Linked DNA regions of Mus musculus: region 1 is linked to region 2. A link is a contact called in public Hi-C data. All regions are on one chromosome and are shown on one strand. The core of a region is the stretch at or near the end of the contact, and the rest is flanking DNA. Distances in the headings are between cores, read along the strand shown.

Evidence for each region. A called contact is a pair of places that touch in the nucleus more often than the background predicts.
Region 1: a contact with region 2 is called in a Hi-C map of the N1E-115 cell line, with 3 times the contacts expected there. The contact joins two enhancer-like sites. A contact is called at or near these places in 4 of 484 Hi-C or Micro-C datasets (the N1E-115 cell line, nephron progenitors and pre-hematopoietic stem cells) and 1 of 115 datasets of contacts at active chromatin or transcription factors (embryonic fibroblasts).

What each region holds. Positions count from the first base shown.
Region 1 is chr16:7,042,007-7,047,808 of GRCm38.p6, reverse strand. It overlaps a transcript of Rbfox1 not described here. Among named protein-coding and RNA genes, the nearest start is that of Rbfox1, 25 kb to the left of the region's middle. Within about 2 kb of position 2,733, at least 4 of the 459 cell types and tissues checked have an H3K27ac peak or open chromatin away from gene starts, as enhancers often do. A contact at or near this core is called in the N1E-115 cell line, where this site is marked.
Region 2 is chr16:6,884,556-6,890,925 of GRCm38.p6, reverse strand. It overlaps a transcript of Rbfox1 not described here. Among named protein-coding and RNA genes, the nearest start is that of Rbfox1, 180 kb to the left of the region's middle. Within about 2 kb of position 1,530, at least 35 of the 459 cell types and tissues checked have an H3K27ac peak or open chromatin away from gene starts, as enhancers often do. A contact at or near this core is called in the N1E-115 cell line, where this site is marked.

The sequences.
Region 1 (5,802 bases), core at 1,484-3,983, 160 kb before region 2:
AAGGAAGGAAGATGTAATTCTAACCCAGACATGACATAAAACACTCTATGGACCAAGCTGATGTGTGTCTAAATGCAGTATTATAATGATGTTAAGGATGCTAAGACTCTCCCAGAGACAGAAGCTCTAGGCTTTGCTTCCTGAGGGCATCTGTCACCCCGTGGGGGTTCAATAGGCACAGAATGAGCTGAGGGTGGTGGTAGCCAAGGCCTGACATTTCAGCAATGAGGATGATTGAAGTAGGAGGAACCAAAGTTAAAGGCCAGCCTGGGCAACTAAGACCTTGTTTCAGAATAAAATGTAAAAGGAGGCCCGAAGGTTACTGGGAAAGCACTTGCCTAACATGTACTAGGCCTGAGGTTTAACCTCAAATTCACAATAACTGAGACACACACACACACACACACACACACACACACACACACACACACACCATGTGAACTCTATAAACCTAGAATCAGTGGGCAAGTATGAGAGGGAGTGACTGTGGATTTTCATGTATACTGGAAACCATATCACCACTATAATTGGGCAAGGGTACCTGTCTACTTAAATGTAGGCTTATTTCAAAATCTGTAAAGATGTGTCACCTGCTGTAGTTATTAGGTAAAAACAAGGAAGGTGGAGAAAGAATGGGCCATGTTTGTCTTGTTCACATCATATATGTCCCTTGACATGATTACATAGTTGTCAACAGGAGCCTTGGCACCTCTTGTTGAATATGACTCCTTAGCAGTTTGATCAAAGCTCTCCCCTTCCTTACTGTCCCTGTCTTGGGTCCATACCTCACAGGTACCAGGTCACAATTCTGGAATGGCTTTCTTTCCATAGGTTACCTTTCCACCCTGCACCTCATTCAAAATGATGTGAGCCAATCAGACCCATACTCTGCCCTTAGAGAATGACCACTCTGTATTAGACCCATTTCCACTGCTTGATGTCTCTGTGTGTCTAAGTGTGAGATTACCACAGTGTCTGTTGTAGCTGAGAATAATTCTGTGTGTGTGTGTGTGTGTGTGTGTGTGTGTGTGTGTGTGTGTGTGTGTGTGTGTGTGATGCGTGCTTGCTGGTACATGTGCATATGTGCACATGAAGGTCAGAAGACAACCTATTTCACTCCTCCGACGCTGCCCGTATTTTCTTTGGAGTTGGGGGTCTTTCCTTGGCTTGGAACTGTCCTGGAAAGCTAACTTAGTTGACTAGAAAGACAAAAGGATCCTCTTATCCCTGCCTTCAGAGTGCTGTAGTTTTTAGACATGTGCCAACAAACCTGCTTGGTCCCTCCCTCCAGCAGGGCTGGGTACTGAGCACAAAACACGTGCAAGGCCAACACATGACCACTTACACTGTCACCTCCCCCACAGGGTTCTTGCTCCTTCTTTACCCCTAGGCTGAATTTCTGGCTTTTCCTCTCAGGTCAGAAGAACAATCAGGTCTCCAGAGCCTCCTGAGCCTCCTTCTCCTCTCCTACCCCATGCTCCCTAATCTGAAGCTATTTTCTGGGTTCATCTCTATCCACATTCATTCTTTTACTGGAGCCTCGGCTGCACAACAGCATGGACACTATGTAACATTCTAAAATAGCGACAACACTTGGAAACAATTTTCATAGAAACAAGTGACTATACTTCCGCTGAACATTACACTCAAGTGGAGGGTGGTGACTACTCTCTTTCCTTGATCTAAGATTCTAACCCACATACTTATCTATTCCTCTCTGTTCTGAACAGCTACACTCAATATACATCCGCCCTGAGGCATTGTGGGTAAAATCCAGGAAAAGGCTGAAAGACCCCAACTATCTCACTGCAAAGCTAAGATGATGCTCTGGACACTGTCAAACACTTGTTAAATACAAGAAATGTGGATCTGCAGTAGAGGAATCTAAAGCAGAGGCTCCAGGCAGTAGACTGAAATCGTCTTTTGCTCTTTCTCAGCCAATAGCAAACAATCATGGCTGCAATATCCTAGGAAGAACAGCGACAACTTCCCAAGCCACGCCAGGAGTCTGCACATTTCCTCCATCGTCGATTTCTTATCCTTATTAAGGGCTTGGGCACTGAATTTGAGATCCCTGGGTAAGCCATTTCCTAATAGTTTCCAGCTATAAGAACAGACCGTGTGACCACTGCCCATTTCCCCAACTTACTTGCACTCAGCGTGGTAAAAGAGCCAAGGCCCTTCTAAGCTATTATGCTTAAGAGCTGACCCCATAGAGCCAGGAAAGGCAAGTGACATCAGGGTGACAGCCACAGACCAGAGCTCAGCCCTGCAGGACTCTCTCCAGCAGCACTGGAAACAGGCAACTTTATTGATGAACGGAACTTTCTATGTTTGTCTTAATTGAATTAAGCAGCACACTGGGACACCTCTCCGTGTCCATTAAAGAAGTCTCTGCAGATGGGACAATTATGTCCATGTCTGCCAGCCCTGCCTCTTTCTCAGGATGATACCCCATGCCCATCACCAGCCCCCTTAGGCACAGATGTGCCAACCTGATTTTGTTTACTGCGCCGCAAAGTCTTTCTCTTCCAGAAGACCATGATTTGCCTGATAAACTACACTGCTTTTTACCAGCCAGTATGAATAAACAAGCATTATGTTTTCTCTTGGGGCAGGGAGCTTGGCGAAATGAATCAGAAACCCCTAAAAAACAATTGTCTACCCTCAGCACATCAGCTACCGGACAATCACTCAAAGGGCAGCTGTAAGGAAAACAGATGGTGTGTGAGCACTAATGATCCAGGCTTTCTCCATTCCCAGCTCAGGCAGAGCTGCTGGCTTGCATGTTCTGACACACAACCTACCACGAAATGGCAGACAGAGAGGGATGGCACGGAAGACTCCTGTCTGTGGACAGGCAGACGCGTTATGTTTTCCACAAATGACGGTTGCTTTAAGTGGCTTTAAGGAAGTGGCAATCTAGATAACCCTGCAGCCAACCAAGTTCATGACATCTTTCTCTCCACGGAGGTGAGGCAAAGAAGCAGCCCAGTCCAGTGGACACTGGGCCTCACCCTGTTCAGAACGGTGACACGTACTTTCTTTCTTTCCTTAGAAAAGGCCAGAAAAAAAAAATCCCAGCAGGGTTCGTTAATCAAACAATTTATAGCAGACAATATCTGAAGACAGAGGCAGGCAGACATCTCATGGCAAACAGCTAGGCAAGCCTGCAGATATGCTCATTCTAGCCACTTAGATCCCTTTAAACAATTCAGACATGAAGATAATCTATCCTAATTCTCTTCTGCATTATTGACACTATTGACTACCCCCAATCCACAGCACTAACTAATAAATCAGTATGGGATTAGCCAAGAAGAAAAAAATGTGATAAAGTGTCATTTGTGCCCTCCGTAAATCATCGGATGGAGAGACGCAAGGGGACTCGCTGCAATGAGAATTGAACTTTCCTACGCAGTCATAATGGTTATGCCTTACCTAATGTGTCCCAAATTTATAAGCTCATCTGATGCATAGAGGCCGGCCCCCCACAACTCCACTGCCATCCAACCTCTGTGAGAGAGCCCTTCTACCCCAGTGAGTTTCCACACTGAGCAGCACTTTCTAATTAAAGACAGAAAGGGCTGATGTGCGGGTTTCAGTTCAATTGCTTTCGATCTGAAGGTGTCCACCATGAGCAATGGCTTCATTTACCAGGAATTACCCTTTGTACAAACCACTTCACTATTTAAAACAAAGCTCATGTATCACCATTAGGTTGGGAAAAATGACCCATCGTTGGGTATTGACAGTGGTGTGGGCCACTTCAGAGCCCCCTTCTCCTCCCCTCTTTAATGTGGATTTTAAGTATTTGACTCATTGTTAAATTTGGGCTGATTAAAAGGTTGGGAGTGAACAGTCTTTGACAGATTAGAAGGCTTCATGGAACAGACCCGAAGGAAGATACTGAGGGTGGGTCGGGAACAGGGAGCAGTAAGTTCCTATGCTACTGGGTTTCCTTAGGAAGTCCTAACTCTGTGAAATACAGCTCTGGAGGCCTCGTGCTTGAAGTGTGCATCAGAAAACAAACTGTAGTGTCTGCCTATCCTGCTTGTGGTCTCAGCATTCCATCCCAAGAAATGGGTATCTGGTGTTTGTTCCCCACACTTAGGAGATTTTATAGTGCGTGTGTGTATGTGCCCTGTGTCTGTGGTGTGCACGAGTGGATGTCGTGTGTGAGCATGCACTGTTTTCTATTAAGCAAACAAAATATATTTACCTTTGATCTCACTGATAATAAGCTCCAAATGTGGAACCAGAATTCAGAATTTTCTCTCAAAGCAAGAATGTGTAAATGTGTACCCAGGCAGGAACTATGGAAAGGTTCTGCACTGGGAGTATATATAAGCTGGAAGACCAGTTGTGGGAAGATGTCACCATCAAAGCAGCCAAAGAAAAGGGCCACCATGGTGCATGGAGACATGAAGCTGAAGCACGTGCTTTCAGCCTTTCTTCAGGCCTTCACCCTTTCTATTAGAAGTGGGCTACAGCCATAAACCCATGCATCATGCTGCCAGTGCTTAAGCGTGCATGTGTGTGTCGATGTGCATACATGGCAATGATGTCATTATCAGCTGGAGTATCTAGATGCCAAAAGGGCTACCCAGCTTTATCCCACCTCACAGTTCCCAACTATTGTTAATAGCTTGGATGTTAGGAAAGGAGGAGGAGGAGGAGGAAGGAGAGGGGGAAGAAGGAGAGGGGGGGGAGGGAGAGGGGGAGGAGGGAGAGGAAGGAGACAGACAAGAGAAAAGGAAGAAAAAGAAGAAATCGTAAACTTCAGGAAAATATCTATTTAAAGGGGAGTTACAAAAAATGTAAATAAATGACACAGAATAAATCAAATAATGCAAATACCAAAGATGCCACCTCACTGGTCTGAATAAATAATATATTTGTAGCAAAGAGTTTGCACTGCTTTTCCCTTGAACATTCAGTTTCTGTACCAAGACTGAGGCATCCTAATTGATTTTTGTTGTTAGTAGTTGTCTTAAGGACAAATCTGAGAGAGTTTAGGAAGGAGGAAAAGATGTTAATACCAAGGCCAAAGAAAGCATATAACCAAACCATACAGTCATTTCCTTGTGTTCTGAATAGGACTTAGTCCCTGCACCAAACTCATTCCAAGATAAGGTACTTCAGTGAACACCAGTTGTCCCTAACGCATGAGACCGTGTATGGTGTTAAAAACATGACGAGAAATGTTCGCAAATAAGAAAGGAAGATTTTAATTATTTTCTTATATAACTGGTGATTAGGATAACAGAGATTTGTGATGTATGCCATTTTCTACACACAAAATTAAATGCTTCCAATGAAGGTATTGCTAATCATAAGTGAAACCTGATTTGTCTATTTGATCCATAGGCTTTGAAAATACCATTGAGCTCTCTGTTCATCAAATGTGGATATGTAATACTAGCTATAGATTAATAGCAGAAAAGGGTATAGTGATCCCATACTGACAGATGATGTGCAGTGTGCACTGGTATGTGCCCCATGTGGATTAAAGGGACTGAATTCTCTCTAAATCAGCCAACTGTCTGAACTGCTAACTGAAAACAATAACACAAGACCCTGACATTGAATCAAGGCATCAAAAGGCTAGCAGAGATGACCCCAAGGCACCAGCCTCTGATAGTGAGAGAGACACTGGCTAAAAACCTTGATTATAAACAGGACAATCAAAAATAAATGTCTGTCTTATACTTCCATAAGAGACATACCTCTGTCATTTATACTTGTTCTGACCCCGTGACCTGCTGTTTTGTTACAACCACTTTCACAAACGGAACACAC
Region 2 (6,370 bases), core at 281-2,780:
TAATTAACATTGTGGAAGTTTACCGAGGTTTTGGTATGTTGGTGGCTTGGTCTTCCAATGGCAGTATTGAGTAATATGTACTTTCCAGGAATGAGGCATTGTGGGATGTCTTTGACTAAGTAGAAGCACATACTTACAGCAGAGACTGGGAGAGTCCTTGTAGAATCCTGGTTAGTTACTATATGAATCTTGTGATAAAAGCAGGAGCCTAATCTCGCCCAAGCTCCCTTATATCCTTGTCCAAGATGGTAGGATTGATGCCTTGAATATTATCACATGAAAGATAGTAGTGGCTCTAATCAGATGAGAGAGAGAGAGAGAGAGAGAGAGAGAGAGAGAGAGAGAGAGAGAGAGAGAGAGAGAGAGAACAAAGTGGAAGAAAGGAGGAAGAGAGAAAACAAAGTGGAAGAAAGGATGATACACAAACAACTTGAGCCAAGAAACACTTTGGTGTATTTTGTTTTTGTAAAGTCAGACTAGTTTAACTCAGTCTAAAGAAAATGATGTTGACCTGTCTACTGCTAGTCCTTTATCAGGTCTCCACTGTTACAATTCGTCCATCCTGCCAGGAGAAAGTAATATGTGATCCTAAACAGGATATTTGTATCTCCTCCTCCTCCTCCTCAGCTCAGAAAACATCATGGAAGAAGTAGCAAAAAAGTGTCAGAGCTAGGAGACACAGAGGCACACCATGGAAGGGCACCTTCTGGGCAAGACCTGGCATTGTAATCAAAAGGTCACTGCATGAGGTTACCACACATGATAGAAGCAGCAGGAACCCATCAACACATGAGCTCTACCCATCCCTGAGATACTGACCATTGGCAGTAAGTCATTGCTGGTGGAGTATTTGAGTTTCTTTAGTGGTGTAGTCATTGTTAAGTTGCCTGTGATGCAGCACATGAACCCTCACCCATTCTAATGCAGGCAAGCCCAAATAACCTCACAAGAAAGGAAGACCATGAAAGTCAGAGAGGACTTCTTGGAAGTGGAGGGGTGCACAAGAGGGTACAGGGCTAAAAGCAGTTGGAATTCATTATATATAAATATCAAACTGTCAAAGCAGCACTAAAGAAACAAAAATAAGAAAAATCATCAATGGCTCTCTCTAATGAAGTTCAGTTCCTAAGCCTTATGGTTTTGAACATGTACCATTCTATGTACATGGACCTGATTATATATCTTTGTAACACCCCTCACCACTTTAATCAGATTACTCTGTGACAAGATATAACTCTCCCATCAGAGAGGTCCATCAGAGAAGAGCCCTTGTCAGCTTTCTATTCCCAGAACCAAGCTCTGTGTCTAGCATCCTGTAGGCTCTGTGAAACCGATAAACATCAAAGTAGATGACCTGAAATTAACTCTCTGGGTATTTAAGATATGAAGGACAGGAAGTAATCTGAGACCAGCACAAACACCCACCCATCATTTCCTAGTCTTCTCTCAGGATCCTCCTACTCCCTCCCCAGCAGACTGTAAGTCTAGACACACTATTCAGAGACATCCGGAGCCTCCTTGACTGAGATGACTCAGAGCTGGTTCACTAACCACACGGAGTTCCCGGGGTCTGCTGAGGGAACTTCCTGGCAAAGCTCTGGAGGTGAGAGGCTCCAGCCTGACTTTCAGCTGAGCTTCATCCTCACACCCTCCTCTTCTCTACACTCCTACCTTGGGCTGTGAGTCTTGGAAGCCATGCATGAAATAGCAATTTCCTATGGAATTATTCCACAAAAGAACCTCACAGGGCTTTGTTCATGGAAAAAAATCATTGGAGATTGGGGTCTTGGGAGCCACGTATGAGAATGCAAATAAGATAAAATAAAATCATACATACTGGGCACTGGGCAGCATCATGCCACATCCCCTATAAGTAATTTCTGACTCATCTTTTGATCCCCTAACTCCCAATTCAATAATTCTTGTATGAGTTACCACTGAGAATTTTGTGCTTTAAGGGTTTTAAAATAGGATATATTGATTCAGATACTGCCAACAAATTGACATGGGAATGAGGACAAGTTCATTCATTCACAAAAAAATAAAAGAAAGAAAGAAAGAAGAGAGAGAGAGAGAGAGAGAGAGAGAGAGAGAGAGAGAGAGAGAAGGAAGGAAGGAAGAAAGAAAAAAAGAAAGAAAGAAAGAAAGAAAGAAAGAAAGAAAGAAAGAAAGAAAGAAAGAAAGAAAGAAAGAAAGAGAGACAAAGCATGGTGCCTTTTTTATACATAAGCTTATATATTCTTTTTTTTTGACTTAGCAATTCTACATCTAAGAATTTATTTATTTTTTTAAATTTTTTATTAGGTATTTTCTTCATTTACATTTTCAATGCTATCCCAAAGGTCCCCCATACCCACCCCCCCAGTCCCCTACCCACCCACTCCCCCTTTTTGGCCCTGGCGTTCCCCTGTACTGGGGCATATAAAGTTTGCAAGTCCAATGGGCCTCTCTTTGCAGTGATGGCCGACTAGGCCATCTTTTGATACATATGCAGCTAAAGACAAGTAAGCTTATATATTCATTCACAGTTTTTAGCCTCTTAAAATTTTAATTAGCTTACAAAAGTAGCAGTGTTTCTTATGACATTTTCACCATCTGAGTTGTAGTTGACACATCCCTTTCTGCTGTCCTCCATCCATCCTCCCCTACGGTTTCTACCTAAACCCTTCAACCCCCAGTATTCCTCATTCTGCCTTAATATCTCAAGTCTTCATAAGTTTCCCTACTACTGCCCATTTGAATCCTCTTTCCCACATCTTCTGGGTTCCTTTCAAGTTTTCCACATGTACTCACTCCCACAGAGTACAAACATGCCTTCTTGAAACATGTGTTTAGGAAGGTAGATGATACATGGAGAGAGAGAGAGAGAGAGAGAGAGAGAGAGAGAGAGAGAGAGAGAGAGAGAGAGAGAGGAGCATATAAAAATGAAGAGTGTCCATATTATAGTTGTGATGGGGGAGGGCGAATATGAAGGTGAAAGGATCAGAAAAGGTAACAAGGAGGTTCAGTAGGAAGAGGTGGCTTTTAAACTAGGTGATAAAGGTGTGAAGGATCCTGCTATTCAGAGAATGAAGAAAAGGATGGCAAAGCCAATATTTCTACAAGCCTGAAAGCCTTGGCCTTGACCATTGTCTTATTGTAGATTTCTTTGTGTAGCCTTTATATTCATTTTCATTTTCTTCCTTTCTATCAGCCACCCACTTACTTCTCTTCATTTCTGAGTTCTATCTTTCTGTCTTCCTTTGTTAAATCTTGTTCTCAAACACAGTCTTAGCATCCACATTATCTGACTACCCTTCTGGTGTCCTCAGCATTTCCATTTCCTCCATGCACTGTATCAGACCTTTGCATCTCCCTTCTTTGTAAAAAAAAACTTTTCCTTTTAAATCAATACTTGGATAGAAGTTCTCTTATTCAACCTTGGGAAAGTATAATGGTTAGCTTTGCCAACTTAACACAACATAGTATTTTTATTACCTGTGAAAAGAGGCTTTAGTGAGGGAATATTCACATCCTGTTGCTCTCTGAGCATGTCTATGAGGGATTGTCTTCAGGTAATTAATGTGGAAAGACTCAGCCTACTGTGGGTGACACCATTCCCTAGGCAAGGACTACTAAATTATGTAACAATGAGAAAAGTTGCATTGAGCTATACAAGCATCATTATGGATGTGAAATGACTAGAACTTTGAATTTCCTGCCTTGATTTTCCTACAATGGTGGACTACACTCTAGAATTGTGAGTGAAAATAAACCTGTCCTTTTCCTAAGTTCTTTTTAGTCAGCGAGCTTTATCACAGTCACACAAATAAAATTAGAATAACTCAATACTGAATTCCTCTCTACCTTCATCCGATAGGGTAGCAACTAGGCACAAAGGACCACAGAGTACATGCATTTAGCCTGGCTAAATCTGAGTGGTGATTTTCATTTAAGTTAGAATCATTTTCTAATTGTATAGCTACTGTGACCACCAGTTGCTATGTTGACAGTACAAAAAAAAAAAAAACTAGTCTTGGTCTAGTTTCTTGCAAATGAGATAAGAAGTTGAGAGGATGGTTCACTGAATAAAAACACTTGCTCTGTGAGCATGGGACATAAGAGTTCTGAATCACTAGCATCCATATAAAAAGCCAGGCGTGCCCATGCTTTCCTGTAACCAACACTAGGGGAAAGACACAAAGAGATCTAAGAAGTTCCTGGCTAGACAGTGCAGCTAAAACCATGAGCTTCTGGTTCATTAAGAGATCTTGTCTCAAGACAATAAAGTGAGCAATAGAAGAAGACACTTAATATCCTTCTCTAAGTATATAGGAAAGGATACAGACATGTGTACTCATGTGCATGCATCTCACACATAACATACATATATAACACCATACATACTCTCTCTCTTTCTATATGTGTGTGTGTGTGGTGCATGCATAATATAATATATAACATATATATATGCATGTCATATAAACATATACATTTATCATATATATATATTTGTGCGTGTATACACAGCACACACACACACTATCGCCAGCACCACGTAAACCACACAGGGATCACACACACATACCATCACCATTGCATATGCCACAACATGCACCACCACCACACACAGGGAAAGTTCTTCTGACTTCTCCACTGAGATCTCACCCTGAAGCCCTGACCAGGGGGCAAATGATCTAAAGAGACATTTGTGCCCCTTCCTGCTGCTGGCTGGCTTTTTTTTTCACTTGCAAAATGAGTGCATTTAACAGACAGAAGCTCACAGCTTGCAGGTCACAGCTGAAGGAAAGACACAAAAGGCCTCCTCTCCATGTGCCACAGTCACAGACCTAGGGAGGAAGGGTTTCCTGTCAGGCCTCAAAGAGAGAGATCTGACCCTAAAACTCCTGACTTTTCTTTCTTTCATAAATGAGGGAATTTAAGGCCAATTTCCTCTCCTGACACATTAATTAAAAAAAAAAAAGCTTGAAAAAAAAAAGCAACCAAACAAAAGCTGAGAAAGGAATGATTTTAGGCACCAGGCATCTCCCTCTCAGGAAAGTCCCAGTTTACTCATTTTCAGCTTCTGTCTGTCTTCAATCCTGCCTCACTCACAATGTTGGCAGACATGGCAAGAGAAGGGTAGACCTCTTTCTTCTGTGTGTATACGGCTGTCCAAAGTGTAACGAAACCCATTTTTCTTTTCCAATTTCTGTTTCCTAATTCCTTTGGAATACAGTGAAGCGGAGGGGGGTGTTGGCTTTTGTGCATAAGAGTTAAGCATCAAGTGTGTGTGGGCATCCCATGGTGCTGACATTCTCCACTGGAAGGGGCTCTGGGTTCCACACAGCTCAGCCACAAGCACTGCTTTGAGGACCTTGCATAGGCAGCTTTGAGCTTCACCAAGACAGTCTGCACTTTTGAGAAAGTTTGTCTGGTCAAAACAACAGCAGCAACAAGAAAAAACTTTTACCTTTGCCTGAGGCGATGGCTCAGCTGGTTCAGTGCTTGCAACACAAATGTGTGGGCCTGAGTTTAATTCCCAGGTTGCAGGTAAAAAGCCAAAGCATGGTGGTACAGCTTGTAACCGTGACAATGTGGGGGTGGGGGAAAGTGGATCCCTAGAGTGGGTCCCCTAGCCAGCCAACATGGCCTAATAGGTGAGATCTGAGACCAGAAATGATTAGCAGTTAAAGACCCTTGCTGTCATGCCTGATGACCTGGATTAAATCTCCTAGGACTGGCATTACAGCTTGCATGCACATATACAAATCAATAATAAACAAATGAAGGTACTCTTAAATTTGGGGGGAGATGCTCAGTGAGCAGAGGACTCTCTCACTGAATTGGATGACCTGAGACCAATGCCTGGGACTCATGGTAGAGAGAACAGACACCCTCAGGTTGTCCTTTGGTCTCACTCAGGAGCCTGGCATGTGCCCCCCCCTCACAGCCACAAATACACACAATGTATATAAATACAATGATAACAACAACAATAATAAACCACCATGGAGAGCACACAAAGAGGATTTGCACCTGGCATTATCCTACACATGCAAGCACAGCTTTAGGTGTACCCTACAACATGAACACATGGTGAATACATATTCTATGTATGTACATACGTATGTACGTATGTATGTATGTATGTATGTATGTATGTATGTATGTATGTATATTTCTATGTATATTTCTATGTATGTATGTATCGTTTTTCCTGTCTGAATATCTATCTATCTGTCTATCTATCTATCTATCTATCTATCTATCTATCTATCTATCTATCTATCTATCTTTGTTATACATTTTTGGGAAAAGCCAACTCTCCTCTAGAGGCCTAATGTACATGAATCACTGTGTCCCACACAAAGAGAACTGTCAGGGATCC